Regions from separate parts of the Mus musculus genome. Here all the other regions are linked to region 1. A link is a contact called in public Hi-C and HiChIP or PLAC-seq data. All regions are on one chromosome and are shown on one strand. The core of a region is the stretch at or near the end of the contact, and the rest is flanking DNA. Distances in the headings are between cores, read along the strand shown.

Region 1 (3,999 bases), core at 472-2,971:
GGGAACATATGCATGGTGAGCTGCTCGCTTCATGAGAGCCAGAGAGCAGAGAGAGGCGGGAGGAATCAGTTCGCACTAGCATCCCCACGAGGACATCCGTCCCACCAAGCCCCTCCTCTTAAAGGCCTACCACCCTGTTAATGTGCCAGAGGAGCACACATTTAACACATGAACCAGTGAGCTGCGCTTAGGGTGTAAAGCTATAGCTTGAACTGTAACCAAAGCTGACCTTCCTGTAGTCAGAAGCAGCAGATGAGGAGGGGAAACCTTCTAATTGCCGCCTGGCTTCTGTCTTTTTCAGACCTTTTGGGGACGTCTGCAACAATGCCAAGGTGCCAGGTAAGTGAGAAAGACAGTAGAAGCCAGCCTTCAGCCCCATGGGGACTAGTCTAATGCCTTCAAAGAAAAAAGAAAAGAAAAGGCACAGACAGGCAGGACCTTGGCATGGTTCAGTGTATAAAGGTGCTTGCTACTAAGCCTGATGATGACCTGAGTTCAATCCCTGGGACCCACATGATGGAGAGAGGGCCAACCACTCCTGCAAGTTGGCTGCACACACACACATACACACACACACACATATATATTATATATACACACACACACATAAATACATACATATATATATATACATATGTATATATATTCATGTGCCATATATATGTAAATAATTTTTAAAAACATAGGTAAGGCTGGCGTGTGGATTCGTTGGGAGAGAATGTGCATCAGCTATAGTGGCACACACACCTATAATCCCAGTACTCAGGAGGTAAAAGGCTGGAGGATCAGGAGTCAAGGCCAGGTTCAGCTGCACAGTGACGTGGAGGCCAGCCTAGGCTACATGAGACCTGCCTCAACAAACCAAACCAAAATATTTGGGTAGGAAATGGGTAGCAGAACAGATACTGAGGGTTTTTTAAGGTCTTGGGTTGGCAGCCATACTGAAAACTAAATGTTCTGGGTGAGGCCATGAAAATAGAACCTGTTGAAGTGGTGAGGAATATTTTATCAGCAAGACAAGTAGATGAATAGAAGCCAGAAGTGGGACAGCTGGCCTTTAGACCTGCTTAGGAAGTAAGACTAGACAAGTGAGGCTCAGCCACTGAGCCTAGAATGCTAGGCCCAGGGCATTGAAAGAATAAAGCTGTAACTCAGAGGTGGGTAGAGCCCCTGCCTAGAATCCCCCAGGGAGGGGCTGGGGGCGTGGCTCAGTGGTAGAGCCCCTGCCTAGAATCCTCCAATCAGGGGCTGGGGGCGTGGCTCAGTGGTAGAGCTCTGGCCTAGAATCCTCCAATCAGGGGGTGGGGGTGTGGCTCAATGTACACAAAACCCTGGTTTCTTAGGGCATCAAAATGAGTAAAACACTAAAAATCTAAAAGCCGGGACTTTCTCCCGGGAGCTCAGGAGGCCAGCACAGGGTGGCCCCTAACAGCCCTCAGCTACTGTTTCTTCCACCAGCCAAAGACAACATTCCCAAGCGCAAGAGAAAGAGGGTCTCTGAAGGCAACTCAGTCTCCTCTTCTTCCTCCTCTTCATCTTCGTCCTCTAACCCAGAGTCTGTGGCATCCACCAACCAGATCTCCCTCGTGGTAAAGTCACGCGGATCCGAACTTCACCCTAATTCTGTGTGGCCTTTGCCCCTTCCTCGGGCAGGGCCATCCACAGCTCCAGGAACTGGGAGGCACTGGGCTCTGAGAGGGACTCAGCCAACCACAGAGGGGCAGGCACATCCACTCGTTTTGCCCACAAGATAGACGGAGGGTCCGCGCAATCAGCGCAGTGCTTGAAGTGTGGCTATCACCTGCGATGTGTATAAATGACGTCAGCAGGAGCCAGAGGGGGAAGGTCACGTGACAGAACTCAACCTCCATCTTTTGGCTACATTGCTTTGTTTAGCCCTTTCCTGATTCAGAAGAACTCATGTAAAAAAAAAAAAAAACAAAACAAACACAAACACAAAACCCACCCAGGGTATGGTGTCTTACGTCCACAGTCCCAGTAGTAGAAGGGGGAAGATCGGCGTTCAAGGCCCTCTGAGGCTATATGGAGACTGTCTCAAAGAAAACTGGCTAAACTGGGGGCAGAGGGTGTGGCTTAGTCAGCAGGGTACATGCTTTGCATGCATGAAGCCCTGGGTTCTATTTGCAGCTCCATATAAACTGGACCTGGTGGTACACGCCTGGGATCCTAACACTGGAGAGGTAGAGTCAGGAGAATCAAAAAGTTCAAGGTTAGCCTCAGCTACGTAGAAAGTTTGAGGCTAGCCTGGGCTACATGAGACTGCTTCGAGAAAAAGGAATGAAGGAAAGAAAAGCTGTTTTGTTGTTGGTTTTTGGGGTGTTTTTTTTTTATCATTTTTTTCTATCATTGACTCCCTCCCTTCACCCCAGGAGGTGAGATAGTGTCTGTGGGGTGAGACTGTGTGAACCATGGTTTCCGCTCATGCTGACGCAGCCCTCAATGGTGTCTAATCCATGTATTGAACACAGGTGGGGACAATCACTATGCTCCACCTGTGTGACCTCGGGCAGGTCTCTTTCCCTCTCTGGGCCTCAGTGGCTGCATAATAAGTACCATTTGAATTCATCCTCAAAGAAAGCGTGCTAATTATTCTGGGAGTTCCTCCATGTCACCTGGAGTCCTAACGTGGTCCCTCTGTCCCCTCCCCCCCTCTCTCTAGCAGTGGCCAGTGTACATGGTGGACTATTCCGGACTAAACGTGCAGCTTCCGGGCCCCCTTGATTATTAGACCTCAGAGCCGAATCAGGACCTCAACTCAAAAGACTAAAGGAAAATGTAATTTATGTACAAAGTATATTCGGATATGTATCAATGCCTTTTAGTTTTTCCAATGATTTTTACACTATATTCCTGCCGCCAAGGCCTTTTTAAATAAGTAAAGAAAATGAAAAAGAACAAAAGCGTCACTTTTTTTTCCCCTTTGGTTATATGTTCACGTTTGGTGGTGTGGCCCAGCAGGTGGTGTGGTCCCATCCAGCGACTGAGTCAGACAAGACACCAGCTCAGGTGCCCTGGCTCCACCATACCCTGGAGTCTCCTGTTCCTGAGTGCCAGGCTGTGGTATCCAAGGATAGAAGTTATTTTCTTGACTGCCAAGGGACTGTGGCCACAAGAGAAGCCACGGAGTCCTTGCACGGCATGCGCAAAGCCATTGGTTCCACCCCAGCGCTGGGTGTGATGGTGAGCACCTATAATTCCAGTGCCCATGAGGTGGAGACAAGAGGGGCCAGAGTTCCCCATCTGGGGCTGGGGAGATGGCTCAGTGGGGAGTCCTTCCTTTGTGAACGTGTTGATCTAAAACCTCAGAGTCCCAGTATCCATGTTAAAAGCTGTGCAGTGTGGTAGTAGACACCCATAATCCAGGCAATGGGAGGTTGGAACCGGAGGATCCCCAGAGCTTGCTGGCCTCCAAGTGAACTAGTGAGCTCTGGGGTCTCCAAAAGGAAGATGAAAAGGGAACCTTAGTGGGTGAAGGAGGCTCCTGCCAAAAAAACCTAACAACCTGAGTCAGCTCCCAGGGACCACACGAAGGAAAGAGAAAATTGGAACACACACCAGGTGTGAGTTTTGCTTTGTTTTGTTTTGGATTTTTCTTTCCTTTTTGGGTGGGGCTGGTAGGGGGGGCGGGGGGGGGTTGTTCAAGACAAAGACTCTCTGTGTAGCCCTTGAACTCAAGACAGATCCACCTGCCTCTGCTTCCCAAGTGCTGGGATTAAAGGTGTGCGCCACCACCACCTGGCTTCTAAATGTGGTTATTTATTTATTTATTTATTTTTGTTTTTTTGAGACAGGGTTTCTCTGTGTAGCCTTGGCTGTCCTGGAACTCACTCTGTAGACCAGGCTGGCCTCAAACTCAAAAATCCGCCTGCCTCTGTCTCCCGAGTGCTGGGATTAAAGGTGTGCGTCACTACCACCAGTACAATCAATGCACTCTCTTTTTTTTTTAATTACTAAATTGTTTAATAAAAGTCCAGTCCT
Region 2 (3,999 bases), core at 752-3,251, 220 kb before region 1:
ATGGCACAGGCGTGGAGATCAGAGGACAACTCTGGGAGTCGGTTCTCTCCTTCCAAAGTGTAGGATCCAGGATTACACTGGGTTGTCAAGCACTCTAACCATTGGCCTCACACTCCCTGTGTAGCTAAGGTGTGAGCTACTCCAAGGGGATACCCACTTTCTTTTTACTTATTTCGATGGCTACCAGACAATGCTAAATTATATACATGGTGCATTTTCTTTTCTTTACTTTCCTTTTCTTTTTTGAGTGCTGGGGATGAAACCCTAGGCCCTGAGCATGCCAGGCAAGGGTCTGCCACTGAGGGATATTTCCAGTTTGCATACTTTTCTAGTATACTTTACACTTTAGGCCAGCATTCTCAACCTGTGGGTCGAGGACCCCCCACCCCCGCCCGGGGCTGTTGACTGACCCTTCCTCAGGGAATGCATAAGGCCACCAATAAACTTAGATATTGACATCATATAACATAACAGCAGCAGAATTGCAGCTATGAAGTAGCAATAAAAATTTTATAGTTGGGGGGGCACCCCAACATGAGGCACTGTATGAAAGGGTCACAGCATTAGGGAAGTTGAGAACCATTGCTCTGGAGAGATAGTTCAGTGAACCGAGGAACCTCTCTGTGGTCTGCTGTCAGAAACCTTACTTTTGATAAAGAAAAACTAGTGCTGGGGTAGCTCCATGCTAGCATGTGGTCTGGCAGCAAGTTCCATGCAAAAACTAAAAGCTCAAAATTCACCTGCAGCCCCTGTCCATAGGCAGAAGACACAGTGGGGTCAGAATTCGTCATTCTCGACTATACAGAAAGTCTGCAGCTAGCTTAGGGTGGTGAGACCTACCGTAACAAAAGTGAAACACACACACACACAGAGTTTTGTTTTGTTAAACAGTGTTTCTATGTGTAGCCCTGGCTGGCCTCCAACTCAGAGAATCACTTGCCTCTGACTTCCAAGTGCTGGGATCAAAGGTGTGTGCCACCACCTGGCTAAAGCTAATAGTTTTTTAAGATGAGATTTTTAAACAAATAAAAAAATATGAGGCCAGGGCTGGAGAGATGGCTCAGCGGTGACGAGCACTGCCCGCTCTTCCAAAGGCCTTGAGCTCAATTCCCATAGTGGTGGCTCACAACCATCCGTGATGGGTTCTGATGCCCTCTTCTGGTGTGTCTGAAGACAGCTACAGTATACTCATATACATAAAATAAATAAAAGCCATTAGCATTGCACTGCATGAGGGCCTATTAGTCACGTTTAAGCATCATTTAGATGAACCTCGAGACACATATTCCTCAATTTCCATAAATAAAAATCTCTACCTTTGCCTGGTGGCTTACACCTGCCATTCCAGTATTTGGGAAGCTGAAGCAGGAGAACTGCAGAAACTTCAAGACCAGCTTGGGCTTCACAGTGAACCCCAGGGCTGTGAATGGGCCTCAGTCCGTAGAGTGCTAGCTTAGCGTGCACGAGGCTCTGTGTTCCATCCCCAGCACTGCTTTACGGAAGTAATGCATGCCCTGTCACCCCAGGATCAACGTTCAAAGTCATCCTTTGCTACGTAGTGAGTTCGAGTCCAGCTTGGGTTACACAGGACACGATCTCAAAAAAAAAAAGAAAGAAAGAAAGAAAAAGAAAAGAAAAGAAAGAAAGAAAAACAGAATATCTAGCTTCAAGAAGGAAAGGGGAAATCTGCGCTCCTGGGGACATCTGCACCTTCTCTGTCCCCTAGACCCAGGTCGAACCCAGGGTTCCTGGAGCTCGGCCCGCCCTCACGTCTACGCGCGCGTTACTATGGCTGCAGGCTCACCACGGCAGCTCGTAGTGGCCGGCGGTCTTGCTGGGGACAGGCGAGGGCTCCTGCGCCCCACTCTCGGATGGGTCACAGCCACTCTCCTGAACCTCCATTCCGGTGGCTGCTCTTCCCGCCACCCGAGGCCCCGCCCCATGCCGCTTTGACGGAAGTCTGGGTCCTGGTTTCCGGGCAACGCCGAGAGGAAAGCGGAAGTGCGTTATAGAGGCGGTGAATCTCTTCCTGCGCCTGCGCAGAGAGCACCGCGTAGCCATCCCTGGCCGCTAGAGGCCGCAGTGATCTCAGGAGCTGGCGTTTGAGAGGCGGGGGGGGGGGGGGGGGAGACATTTTATTATATCTTATTTAATTGTGACATTAAATAAGATAAAATAAAATCATTTCATTTCTTTTTACTTTCATGGACTTTTATTTTTTTTGAGACAGGGTTTCTCTGTGTAGCCCTTGACTGCTCTGAAACTCACTGTGTAGACCAGGCTGGTCTTGATTTCAGAGATCTGCCTGCCTCTATCTCTTGTGTGTGCCACCAATGCCTGGCTAAAATAAGGTTTTTTTTGTTTTGTTTTGGTTTTGGTTTTTCGAGACAGGGTTTCTCTGTGTAGCCCTGGCTGTCCTGGAACTCACTTTGTAGACCAGGCTGGCTTCGAACTCAGAAATCCGCCTGCCTCTGCCTCCCAAGTACTGGGATTAAAGGCGTGGGCCACCACGCCCGGCTAAATAAGTATTTTTAAAGAGATGCTTTCTAGGCCCAGGTTTGGTGGCACAGGTCTTTAATTCCAGTACTTGGGAGCAGAGGCACATGGATCTTTGTAAGTTCAAGGCCAGCCAGAGCTATGTACTATCACAAATTTCAGAGCTATCACAAAAATTAAACAAAAAAACAAAAAAAATACAACAATAACAAAACTAAAGATACTTTCTGGCCAGGTAAAGTAACACACACCTGTCATTCTTTTTTTTTTTTTTTTTTTTTTTTTTTTTTAATCATATGTGAGTACACTGTAGTTGTCTTTAGACACCTCAGAAGAGAGCATCAGATCTCATTATGGATGGCTGTGAGCCACCATGTTGTTGCTGGGACTTGAACTCAAGACCTTTGGAAGAGTAGTCAGTGCTTTTAACCACTGAGCCATCTCTCCAGTCCCACACCTGCCATTCTTACACTACTAACAAGCCGGGCAGGAGGAGAGTGAGTTCTGGGACTAGAAAAGGGAGACTCTGTCTCAACAAAGCAACTACAACAAAAAAAGCTGACATGACACATACCTGTAGCTTCAGCACTTGAAAGACAGATGCCAGCCTGGGGTACATGAGATTCTTAAAGAAATAATAGGGCATGGGTCAGAAGCCTGGGTTCCACCAGTATCAACGAGGAAAAAAAAATGGTTTTCTCCAAGGTGGCATTTTCAAGGTTTAAGGCTGGTGATTTCCAAGCAGGCTCGCCCTACCGTTAGCAACCTCAGCAAACTGCTTATTTTCGTAGTCTGCCTGCCCAGACACATCCCACGGAGTGCCTCTGGTAAGCACAAAGGTTTTTATTTGAACTCTTTGGCTAAACATTAGCAGTTTTTTAATTGCTTTCCTTGCTTTTTGTTATTGTTGCTGTTGAGAAGGTGTCTCTGTAGCCCTGGCTGACCTGGATGTGTGAACCAGGCTGGACTTGAACCAGGGGAGATCCCCCCACCCCTGTCCTTGGAATGCTGAAATTAAAGGCTGTGCCACCACTTCTGGTCATGCTTTGTTGTTGTGTTCCCTCTTTAGCAATAAGAAAACAAGGAGAGAACTTTTACTGATGGGCACAGAGGACGGATTTTATGTCCCTGGATGTGGGGTGACCTTTAAGACCTCAGCTGTGGGTGGCTGATCATTGAGCCTTTCTTTCCTTTGGTTTCTGGTCTGTTGACATTTCCTCAGTGAGCATGTCCCTGCTGACAGCGCTGGGACCTCTTCATCTACAGAGCCACAAGAGACCAGTTGCACCCAACTTGGGTAAGATGTGTCTTATGAATCCCTGAGCAAATGATTGATGGGAGACAGAGACAAGAATGTTCTCTCTCTCTCTCTCTCTCTCTCTCTCTCTCTCTCTCTCTCTCTCTCTCTCTCTCTCTCTCTCTCTCTCCTCTCTGTTGTTTCAAGATAGGGCCCCACTATGTAGCCCTGCTTGTCCTGGAACTCACTATGTAGACCAGGCTGGC
Region 3 (3,999 bases), core at 499-2,998, 130 kb before region 1:
CGTAGGACAGAGCTGGTCCCACCTCTTTCCTTTCTGTTTCACATTTACAGCCCGATGTTCCAGCCGTCTCTGGCCACCTCTGGCATATGGATTGGGTGGATCAAAGAGAATGGGCCTCTTTTTACCCCCACACTTTGGGGCTTGGGGGTTAGATGTGTTGTTTCTGGCCCTGGAGGGATCCATGGGTTAGGCGAAGGTGGAATAATAAAGGATGCTTAGAGAGCTGAGAGGAGGTGACTCAATTGATAGACTGTGTGAGTAGAGCCCTGGGTTCTGTCCCCAGCACTACGTAAAATCAGATGTAGTGTCCTGTGCCTGTAATCTCAGCACCGGGGATGTGGATGTAGGAAGATCAGATGTTCAAGGCTATCCTCAGCTACATAGCAAGTTCTATGCTAGCCTGGGCTACATCAGACTCTGTATCTGAAACAGAGCTTTTTAAGCCATATGGGACCCATCTGGTTTCATATCTGCTCCTAGGTATGGGGTTATCAGGCCTAGCTGCTCTGCCAGTGTTTTGTGTCTGGCTGGTTAAATGCCAGCTCACATGTGCACCACAGGGTACTTGTGGCCTCTATGACTCTGTGCCACAGAAGGAGACAAAGACAAGGCAGATTTCCCAGAAGTGTTGGGCACAGGTAAAGGGAAGCTCAGATTTTTACCTGGAGCTCTGTGCTGGTAGACCAGCCCCGCACTTGGAAAAGCATAGTGGAAAGCTAGAAGATACATGAAAAAGCGCTGGGCGTGATGGCGCATGCCTTTAATCCCAGCACTTGGGAGGCAGAGGCAGGTGGATTTCTGAGTTTGAGGACAGCCTGGTCTACAGAGTGAGTTCTAGGACAGCCAAGGCTACACAGAGAAACCTGTCTCAAAAAACAAAACAAAACAAAAGATATGTGAAGAGTATGGGGCCCTGAGAATCAGGGAGATCTGCACAGAAACTCTGAGCTTGGCCTAAAGGCCCAGGCTGGGCTGAGCATTAAGGAGACGGGGCCCGACACGAGTGTCTTGGAATGCTTTGGTTGGAGACCAGAGTGGGGTGTGTGGACTCTAACCATTGTGGTGGAGGAGAGAGGAGACACTTGTAAGGAGCCAGGCTCAGTTGGGGGAGGGGGGTGTCACATGGACTTGGAAGAGAAAAATAGTGGGTACCAGTTGACTCTGGGTTAGAACAGAAGGGCTGCAGTAAGGATGGAGTGGTGGGTCTTAGGTTCTAGGGCTTGAAGAAGTTGGAAAGTGAACTCTGGGGGAGGGAGGTCCTTGTGAGGCACAAGCTCCACTTAGAAAGCAGGCGGGGCCTGATCCGTTTCGTTAGCACCCACAGGGGCAGGTCACACTTCCACACCTCCACCCTTCCAGGACAAGGAGAAGTCCCTATCAGAGCAGAGACGCTACTCCCTCATTGACCCAGCTTCACCACCCGAGCTGCTGAAACTGCAGCATCAGTTGGTGAGCACGGAAGACGCCCTGCGGGATGCGCTGAACCAGGCCCAGCAGGTGGAGAGGCTGGTGGAGGCCCTGAGGGGCTGCTCAGACAGGACTCAGGTGAGCACACGGGGCTGTAGCCTCGGGAGCCCCAGACCCAAACGGGAGGTGGCTCTATCCTGGGGACCCCAGTCTGAAGGAGGGTGTCCCCGTCCTTGAAACCCCAGTCTGAAAAGGAATTGCTGCCCTGGGAGACCCAGTCTAAAGGACTTTGGTTTCAAGTCTGCTGGTCCCATCCGGAAGATCCCTCCCCCTTGTGGTTATGTGTGGAATTGCATCCTGGCCGCCTGCTCAGTAGCTCCCCCACTCTCCTCCCCTCACAGACCATCAGCAATTCCGGTTCTGCCAACGGTATTCACCAGCCAGACAAGGCCCACAAACAGGAGGTAAGTGCGCCAGCAGTCTCTAAGTCACCCAAGCCGGCAGCCTCTGAAAAAAAAAAATCCCCCGGAAGTCACTAAGTATACAAAGGAACAAGAATGCTTTGTGTGTGTCTGTCCTGTCCCAGCTCGCTTGTTTGCTTAGGAAGATTCTAGCACTGGTATATCCCATCCAGGAATAGTCCTGCTTGCTTTTCTTTCTTTCTTTCTTTCTTTCTTTCTTTCTTTCTTTCTTTCTTTCTCTCTTTCTTTCTTTCTTTCTTTCTTTTCTTTCTCTCTCTCTCTCTCTCTCTCTCTCTCTCTCTCTCTCTCTGTGTTTTTGTTGTTAGTGTTGTTTTGTTTTTTTCCTGTGGTTCTGAGAATGGGACCCAGGGCCTTAGCATTGACTACACCCCAGCCCCTCCCTGGGAGATTTTAGGCAGGGGCTCTACCACTGAGCCATGCCCCCAGCCTCTCACTGGGGGATTCTAGGCAAGCCATCTATTTCCACAGTCCTTGCTTTTGGGAGACATAGTGTCCCAGTTTCCCAACTCTCCCCTCCTGCCCCAACCCCCCCCCCCCCGGCATCCTCCCATGTCCACATCCGTGACTTACTTAGCACCTGGTCTAGAAACATCCATGTCCCCAGCTAACTGTGTGACCCAGGCAGAAGAGGCTGAAGTGAAGAAAACCACAGCTTGCCCCTTGGCTTTCCAGCTGTTCTGCATTTAACGAGGGCCAGGCTTGGGAACAAGGGCCTTTGAAGGCCATTCCTAGCCAGGTAGCCAAGGACCAGGCAGCTGGCGGAGCTGATGTGGGCAGGGTTGGCATGGCAGAGTAACCACTGCCCTGGGAACTGCTGTCCAGACCACATAAGGGTTTGTTTGCCCAGCAACATTGTAAGAAACATTACTACCAGATGTGCAATCAAGGCTTATGTATAAGTTCATACTTATGCAAAGCCATCCTCTACAGAGATACTTGGATTTCCTTGTAGAATTCCTTTTCCTGCCACAGGGCCTTGACGCATGCTGTACCCTCTACCCAGCTCTCTTCCTCCTTGTCCCTCCCTCATCTGTCCATTCATTCTTCCTAACCCTTGATGCCCAAGCCCTTGTTCTCTCTAGGACAAACACTGACCGCAAGGGACACCAAGGACCGACCCTACTCACACCAGAAGCCCTACCAGGCTTCCCAGCAGCGCCACCTTCAGGCAGGAGTCAGAACTGTCCCCTTGGAGATGTGACTGTGTTTGTAACAATATTGTCCTCACTGCCGTGGACACGTGGACACGTCCCACCTGAACCCCCTGCCGGACCAGGAGGCTCCCACAGACACGGCCTTCCACAGAGCGCGGTACAGCTGGGCCCAGCCCTGGAGAACCTCTCTTGTCCCAAGGAGCTTCGTGAACTGGCAGAGGCTGAAGCGATCCAGTTGGGCCTCTCTTGACTATAGCAGGCTGCTGCTGCGGCTTGTCTGGACACCTGGGGACTTCCCCGCCTCCCTTCCCTTCTGTGTCCCCAGGTCCCCCGCAGGCCCCTGAGGGATGGAGCAGGGCCCCTGCTTGGACACAGAACACACCAAGAAGGGCTTCAGAAACTAGGGAGGGAATGCTTGACTCCACGCATTGAGCCCCTCCTACACATTGGTACAAGGTCGCTTAGGCCCCTCTAGTCAGGGAAGATTTGGGGGTGACAGGCTCCTTAGTCCTCGACACCAAGCTAGTATGCGTTACCCACCTCCCATCTGCTGCCCGGAAGGCACTGAGCAGACAGCTTCAGTATTCAGCGAGCACGCGAACCCACGCTTCTTACCTTTACCTTGAGCTGGGACTGGCTTGGGGCTTAGAACCAAGAACAGGTAGAAAATTCCTTAAACAAAGCATTCCTACAGCGTTTTGCTGGGTGAGAGGAATCAAACTGGTTCCCTTTCTTTCTGGGAACCCCTGCCATGTTACTCTAAAGACCCCAGCAACCCAGAGAGAGCCCTGCTTCCATCTTCCCAGGGCAGGACCACAGTGGTAAATCCTAAGGATGGCCCAGGTGGCCTGTGTGAGCGCCACTAGGCACCAGAAGGTGGCGCTCACGCTCTCGTCCTTAGGGAGGAGCTGACTTAGCAGCCCCTCAGCCCAACCCCCTGCTTCCTGTTGGCTTTT

The links. A called contact is a pair of places that touch in the nucleus more often than the background predicts. HiChIP or PLAC-seq counts read pairs in DNA pulled down with a chosen protein or histone mark.
Region 2: a contact with region 1 is called in a Hi-C map of embryonic stem cells, with 2.1 times the contacts expected there. The contact joins the promoter of Rfc2 here to the enhancer-like site in region 1. A contact is called at or near these places in 9 of 39 promoter capture datasets (the C10 cell line, cranial neural crest, embryonic stem cells and 4 more), 5 of 484 Hi-C or Micro-C datasets (cortical glia, cortical neurons, embryonic stem cells and 1 more), 4 of 115 datasets of contacts at active chromatin or transcription factors (effector CD8 T cells, embryonic stem cells, pancreatic cancer cells and 1 more) and 4 of 9 other capture datasets (adipose tissue, embryonic stem cells, liver and 1 more).
Region 3: a contact with region 1 is called in an H3K27ac HiChIP or PLAC-seq map of embryonic stem cells, with 5 read pairs. The contact joins two enhancer-like sites. A contact is called at or near these places in 3 of 15 datasets of contacts at CTCF or cohesin (CD8 T cells, embryonic stem cells and large pre-B cells), 17 of 484 Hi-C or Micro-C datasets (the HL-1 cell line, bone marrow-derived macrophages, double positive thymocytes and 5 more), 12 of 115 datasets of contacts at active chromatin or transcription factors (the HPC-7 cell line, embryonic basal ganglia, embryonic stem cells and 4 more) and 4 of 9 other capture datasets (adipose tissue, embryonic stem cells, liver and 1 more).

What each region holds. Positions count from the first base shown.
Region 1 is chr5:134,356,578-134,360,576 of GRCm38.p6, reverse strand. Gtf2ird1 (general transcription factor II I repeat domain-containing 1) reads left to right here. Exons shown (of 30, transcript NM_001081464.2): 28 at 302-339; 29 at 1,459-1,589; 30 at 2,681-2,916. The coding sequence ends at 2,749. Among named protein-coding and RNA genes, the nearest start is that of Gm46925, 10 kb to the right of the region's middle. Within about 2 kb of position 1,721, at least 9 of the 459 cell types and tissues checked have an H3K27ac peak or open chromatin away from gene starts, as enhancers often do. A contact at or near this core is called in embryonic stem cells, where this site is marked.
Region 2 is chr5:134,580,692-134,584,690 of GRCm38.p6, reverse strand. Rfc2 (replication factor C (activator 1) 2) reads right to left here and starts at 2,001. Exons shown (of 11, transcript NM_020022.2): 1 at 1,805-2,001. The coding sequence starts at 1,902.
Region 3 is chr5:134,489,765-134,493,763 of GRCm38.p6, reverse strand. It overlaps Clip2 (CAP-GLY domain containing linker protein 2), which reads left to right. Exons shown (of 17, transcript NM_009990.3): 15 at 1,360-1,545; 16 at 1,809-1,871; 17 at 2,972-3,999. The coding sequence ends at 2,983. Among named protein-coding and RNA genes, the nearest start is that of Gtf2ird1, 35 kb to the right of the region's middle. Within about 2 kb of position 1,748, at least 169 of the 459 cell types and tissues checked have an H3K27ac peak or open chromatin away from gene starts, as enhancers often do. A contact at or near this core is called in embryonic stem cells, where this site is marked.